Regions from separate parts of the Sus scrofa genome. Here region 2 is linked to region 1. Evidence: chromatin contacts called from public Hi-C data. All regions are on one chromosome and are shown on one strand. The core of a region is the stretch at or near the end of the contact, and the rest is flanking DNA. Distances in the headings are between cores, read along the strand shown. Region 1 overlaps ECE1 (endothelin-converting enzyme 1). Region 2 has its middle 55 kb from the start of ECE1.

What was found. A called contact is a pair of places that touch in the nucleus more often than the background predicts.
Region 2: a contact with region 1 is called in a Hi-C map of fetal liver, with 1.9 times the contacts expected there. The contact joins two enhancer-like sites. A contact is called at or near these places in 3 of 5 promoter capture datasets (fetal liver and liver), 11 of 47 Hi-C or Micro-C datasets (alveolar macrophages, brain, embryonic fibroblasts and 6 more) and 1 of 2 datasets of contacts at active chromatin or transcription factors (skeletal muscle).

What each region holds. Positions count from the first base shown.
Region 1 is chr6:79,435,678-79,438,825 of Sscrofa11.1, forward strand. It overlaps ECE1 (endothelin-converting enzyme 1), which reads right to left. Exons shown (of 20, transcript XM_021097679.1): 4 at 2,384-2,505; 5 at 424-570. Among named protein-coding and RNA genes, the nearest start is that of ECE1, 29 kb to the right of the region's middle. Within about 2 kb of position 1,629, at least 5 of the 83 cell types and tissues checked have an H3K27ac peak or open chromatin away from gene starts, as enhancers often do. A contact at or near this core is called in fetal liver and retroperitoneal adipose tissue, where this site is marked.
Region 2 is chr6:79,518,916-79,522,063 of Sscrofa11.1, forward strand. No RefSeq gene overlaps it. Among named protein-coding and RNA genes, the nearest start is that of ECE1, 55 kb to the left of the region's middle. Within about 2 kb of position 1,661, at least 35 of the 83 cell types and tissues checked have an H3K27ac peak or open chromatin away from gene starts, as enhancers often do. A contact at or near this core is called in fetal liver and retroperitoneal adipose tissue, where this site is marked.

The DNA.
Region 1 (3,148 bases), core at 379-2,878:
TGCATCTGAGGGTGGGCACACCAAGGCTGGGGCTCCCTGGGTGTGCTGCGGTCGGCCTGGGGCAGGCTCTGGCAGGAAGAGATAGGCTCAAATGCCAAGGCCGGAGACCAAGGTGGGGAGGCCAGGAGGTGATCCCAGCTGTGTCTGGGAGTTGACATCCCTCCTGGGGCCCACAGTGACTCATCAGCACCCCTAAAGATTCACTGTGCTGCAGTGACCCCCATGTGCCCAGAGAAGGCAAGCCTCCCCTTTCACAACTTCTTCCTGCAAAAATCTCATCGCTGGGCGCCTCCAGAAATAATGGAGGTTCAGAAACTAGACGCCCGCCGCCCAGGGCAGGTCTGCCCCGACCCTGTTGCTTGCCGAACGCAAAACAGGCCCCGAGGTGGAGCCCATCCTCATCCCAGCCTCCGGGCCCCTTACTTGGATCACGTTGCTGTTGGAGTTCTTGGAGTCGGCGCTGACGTAGACGGAGAAGAAGGGCGAGGTGCGGTAGTGGGACGTGACCACCTGCAGGGTGTCCTGGAAGTTGTCCTTGTCCCAGGGCCCTGTGATGTTCCAGCCCCCGAGCTGCGGGGAGAGAGAGAGGGAATGGAGAGGGGATGAATGAGGCAGTGGGAGACCCGGGTGGGGATTCTGATGCTGCGGCTGACTTGCTCTGTGACCCCTGGTAGTCCTCTGACCTCTCTGAGCCTCAGGGGCAAATGAAAGGGACCGTCTGTCTTCCTTAGGGGTTTCTGACCAGCGAGCTGGAGACCCCGGTGAAGCAAAGACATAGCCTGGACGTGCGGGCCATGAACACACAGGATGGCTGCTCCCTAGGTGGCTGGGGACGGGAATGGGGATGGGAAGGAGACATTCCCTGTACTCTGGTCACTTTTTTTGGTCTTTTTAGGGCTGCACCTGCGGCATATGGAGGTTCCCAGGCTAGGGGTCAAATTGGAGCTGCAGCTGCCGGCCTACACCACAGCCACAGCAACACCAGATCTGAGCTGCGTCAGTGACCTACACCACTGCTCGTGGCAATGCCAGATCTTTAACCCACCGACTGAGGCCAGATCGAACCTGTGTCCACATAGATACTAGCTGGGTTTGTTACTGCTGAGCCACAACAGGAATTCCTACTCCGTTCACTTTTAAATACTCAACTATGTGAATGAAATGCCTTTGAAAAAAATTATTTATTTATTGTTTTATGGCCATGCCCGCGGCATAGGGAAGTTCCCAGGCTAGGGGTCTAATCCGAGCTGTAGCTGTTGGCCTGCACCACAGCCACAGCAACGCCAGGTCTGAGCTACGTCTGTGACCTACACCACAGCTCATGGCAACACAGGAGCCTTGACCCACTGAGCAAGGCCAGGGAATTGAACCTGCATCCTCATGGATACTAGTTGGGTTTTCAACTGCTGAGCCACAATGGGAACTCCCTGAATGTAATTCCTATTAAGGCAGTAATTCAATTGTGCCTGCAAAAGAAAGGGTCCATATTTTTTCAAAGGTTGATGAGTTAAGGTCTACTTGAGTTTCTCTCAGAGCTGGGACTTCTGTCATCTCCTCAGTCGTCCTGGTTGGCTAAGTGCTAGCCCGTGGGACCTGTGCCAGAGGGGAGGGACTGTCCAGTCCCCAGGGTCCACCGCTCCACACCCTGTCGCAAGGCCTCTCCTGAGCTGACCCACGGGTTGGGCCTAGAGGGAGTAGAAGGCCCCCCTGAAAACCGTTCCTTCTGGCAGCCTGGCCAGCCTGGGGCGGCCCCCTGCTGGAGTCCATCCTGTCGGAAGGTGCTCAGGGGGATGCAATCTGCTCCGGGGGCTGGGGGGGCCCTGAGCCAGTGGCCCTCCTCACAGGGAGGGCTCTGCTTCTGGTCCCAGGCTATTGGTCCTTCCAGAACAGACCCTTTCTGACCTCTGACACACAAACATGCCCTCTGAGGAAACGGAAGTAGCAACACAGAAAAATGTTTTCCCTGTAAATATGGGCCCTGTCCCACTCACAGACGCCCAGGCAGACATCTCGCAAATACACACAAACCTTCCCACTTACACAGAGATATGTGAGCATATGTGCATGTGCATTGCAAATACACACACACAATCACTCAGACAGCCTGACACATGTCAGCAGACAGACTCTATGATCCAGCTGAGTGAGGTGGCTGGAGGTGTGAGGTGGCCAGGCCCCGGTGGTAGCTAAGAACTGGGGTGGAAGCCAGGGGGACAGGCAGGTGGCAGGGGCAGGAAGAGATGGGGGACAGGGGACAGGGGGAGAAAGAGGGCAGGGGGAAGAGACAGGAGGAGATGGGGGCAGGGGGAGATGGGGGAGGGGCGGGGGGAGATGGGGAGGGGCAGGGGAAGATGAGGGCAGGGGGACACCCCAGGGGGTTCACCTTCTCAATCAGCTCCATCAGGGGTTTGGCTTTGAGCTCCTCAATCCTGGTTTCGTTCATACACGCACGGTAGTATACCTGGGCCTTCCTTTCTGCCTCGCTCACACTGGCTGTGGAGTTTTCTGGAAGGACAAGGGACAGCAGTTTGCAACATGCCGCCATGTGCATGTTGGGTAGCCCTCGGTTGGGGAGTCTCTCTGGGAACCTCGGTGTTCTCAGCTGTGACAAGAACTTGGACTTGGGCCTGTCAGCGCAGGTGGGGAACATGGTCACAGCGGGGATGTGACCGCCCATAAGCAGACGGAGTGAAGTGGAGGGGCCCTTGCTTTAGCTGAACTGACTGTAAGTAAAGAGAGGAGATCGTGTTCCCCCCCTTCTGCTGGACGGGCTCCCAGATGTGTCCCCGGACTGGCAGCAAGGGCCACCTGGCAGGAGGACAGTCTGTTTCCTCTACTGGCCAGCGCGTGGCCCAAACACCCCTGCCTGGTGCACGGGACAGAGACCTGTCTTGGTTTTCAGATCCCAATGACCTTTCTTGTGATAAGGACTGGACTTGGACGGAGACTTTGAAGGCCTCATTCGTTATGACTTGTGTTTCCGCTTCTTCCTCCGAGGGGCCAGGCAAGTTCATCAGATTCAGAACGGACTTAGAGGCCATTTGCCATGTCCCGTCCCATCCCCCACAAGCAGCATCTCAATTCCTTACCCCAGGACACTGGGAGCCTCTGTCCCTTCTTGTCCTTGGGGCCCTGGCCTGGATGCCAC
Region 2 (3,148 bases), core at 411-2,910, 83 kb after region 1:
TTAATGTAAGCAAACATCCTTAAGAGGGCTGTTATCCCCACTCCACGGGTGGGAAATCTAAGGCTCAGAGAGGAAAACTTACCTGCTTAAAGGTACTTTACAACGAATAAGTGGCAGAGCCAGGGTTCAAGTTCAAGTTGATCCCATGGCCCCTGCTCTTGACCCCAAGGCCACACTGCCCAAGTGGGAATCAGTGAGTTGTGGTTGGGACCTGGTGCAGCAGGTGGGAGCCTGGGTTTCCATCCTAAGCCTGCATTTAGTGCTTGTCTGCTCCCTATACAGACTGCAAGCAGACAGAACAGCTCCAGCCCACCTAAGCCTTGCACACATGCGTGTGTGAGGGTGGGTGGGGGTGTGCGTGGGGGGGTGTTGGGGTAGTGGTGGTAATTAAGGGCCTTGTTAAAGGGTCTCCCAGTTATATGGGGAAATAAAATAAACCAGCAGTGAGACGGGCTGACGATGAGAATTTGCTCACCTCCCCAGCCTAACTATGTTCTCCAGAACCAGAAAACAGCAAAAGTAGAGCCGAGCACGCAGCCAATCCCTCCAGCTCGTGAGGCTCAGAACGGCAATAGGAGTATCACTATTAACACTACATTAATCATAGCTCCCGTCACTGAGGACCTACTGTGTGCACCATCCTTTACACAAATCATTTCAACCACCCTTCAAAACAGCACCCTGAGAAAGGAAGTAGGACCATTCCATTCCACAGGGGAGAAAACCGAGGCTCAGAAACTGTCCTTGGCCCCAGATTCACCCAGTGAGGACTACATGGCAAAACTGGGACTAGAATCAGGTAGGTCTGTCTGGCTCTGAGACCCACAGCTTAACCAGAAGGAGCACTGGAGGAGGAGTCCAGGAGGTCAGGGTTTAAGTCCTGCTTCTATAACGTGTTTTGTGGCCTCAGATAAGCCTCTTCTCTTTCGGGGCCTTTGTCTCCCCCACTTCCTCAAAGAGGGTGGTTCAGGTGACGGTGAAGTTCCATTGCCACTCAGATCTTCTGACACTCTGTGAACTCCCGTGCCCTGCCCCCGCCCCCCGCCCCACCCACCATCTCTGGAAGCCAGCAGAATAGAGTAACCACCCACTTGGTGGCAGAGAAAGAAGTACCACTTTCCCGTGGCTGTCTCCTGCCTCCGCGCAGCCCGGGACACCCAGGAACCACAAAGCCACAGGATTTCCTGGAGCTGGGCCATGGGAGCAGCAGCCCAGGGGGCAGAGGGGCCAGGCGTGCCCTTGAGGCCATGGCTTCCTCTGCCTCCCTTCTCGGCAGGGTGTGCGGAAGTTGGGGAGGCAGGCTCTGGCTCCGTGCCCTGCTGGCTCCATTTCCCAGGGCCCCCAGGGCCCGGGGTGGTGGGAAAGTGGTCACTTTGGGAGACTCCCCGGCTCACCCTGGAAGGCTGCGTACAAATGGAGGTTTAAAGACAGGTCTATCTGGCTCCAAAGGCAAATTGTGCAGACATACTCTGCTGTCAGGAGCATCCTGCAGCCCCTGGGATGCCCCCTCGCCCTCTCCCCCATCCTCTGAAGTAGCTGCTACAATCCCACATCCAGGTCACAGAAGCCGCCTTCCCCTCAGGACAGGTGAAAGTTCCGAGGACCACTCTCACTGCTCCCCAGATGCTGGTCTCCCTGCCTCACTCCTGCCCCCTACAGGCCATTCCCCACACAGCAGCCAGGGCCCTTCTAAAATAGAAACCAAGGACAGAGTCATCCCCTACTTGGAGCCCCACAGTGGCTCCTCTTTTTTTTTTTTGTTTTTGCTTTGCTTTCTAGGGCCGCGCCTGCAGCATACAGAGGTTCCCAGGCTAGGGGTCTAATCAGAACTACAGCTGCCAGCCTACACCATGGCCACATGGCCACAGCAACGCCAGATCTGAGCCGTGTCTGTGACCTATACCACAGCTCACGGCAACACCAGATCCTGAACCCACAGAGTAAGGCCAGGGATTGAAGCCACAACCTCATGGTTCCTAGTTGGAAAATGAAATGCTAACTTTCCCTCCTGCCTGACAAGGCCCTGCATGACCTGGTCCCTCCTTGCCCATCTCTTCCTACCCACTTCCCTCTCGCTCCCTCTGCCCAGCCACAACGGCCTTCCCACCATTTGTAATGTGCCAAATCCCTCTTCCCCGCCTCAGGTCCTTTGCACATGCTGTTCCTTCTGTTTGAAACCCTCCCCTCCATCTTTGCCCGCTTGCTCCCTCCTCATCCCTTGGGTCTCGGCTCCCTGACCACCTAGAGACCCCCCTCCCTACTTCACAGCACGTCACCGTCACCATTTTCTTTCCTTTCCTTTGACGTGCTCTTTCTGGTTGTTGGGTTTAGTCTCTGGCTTCCTCCCCTAGAATGGAGTCTTTAAGGGCAGGGATTCTGCTGCCTCATCTGCTTCTGTTTCCACAATGATACACAACCTCGTTCCGTCTTTATAACCCTACGGATGAGGATGCAGGAGCTCAGAGAGGTGGAGTGACTTGCCCAAGGTCACAGAGCACAGAAGCGGCAGGATTCAGACCTAACTCTGCCCTGTTACCTCTGGGAAGCCTCGGCGAGTGGGGCTCCTGGGGCCAGGGGCCTGCTCTGGGGGGGGCTCTCATCCAGGGAGGACTGACTCGCAATGAGGTGCTTAGGGAGGGTACCAAGAATGGTGAGCCTACCCACTTTCCCAAACGGTCCTTCCTTGGAGGTATGGGACGGCTGGGGCTCTCCAGTGGAGAAGCACAGAGCAACTGGAAGCAGAAGGCTCCCAAATGAGGGGAGTCCACCAGAAACCGGGGAGCTGTGGAAACCTTCAACCCACACAATGTCTTGCAGAAGCAGAAACTGAGAACCAGGTAGAGGCAGGGACTTGCCTAAGGTCACAGAGCCAATCCGCGGTAGAGCCTCATGGCCTGGGGTCTCCAGGGCCAGGACCCCTTCCCTGTCCTGAGAAATGACAGGTACCTAGACAAAGCTCAGGGTCTAGGCAGAGCCCCTGCCTGGAGCTGCCAGGCCCTGAAGGCAGAAGCAGCGAGGACAATGTGGATCCGAAGCATTAAGACAGAGAAGGACTTAAATTCCACCCATCTTTCCAAAAACCTTCATCGAGGAAGTCCTCCAGGTCAGGCCTTTGGGCCCCTTGGCAAAGAGGTGAACAGTCCTCCTG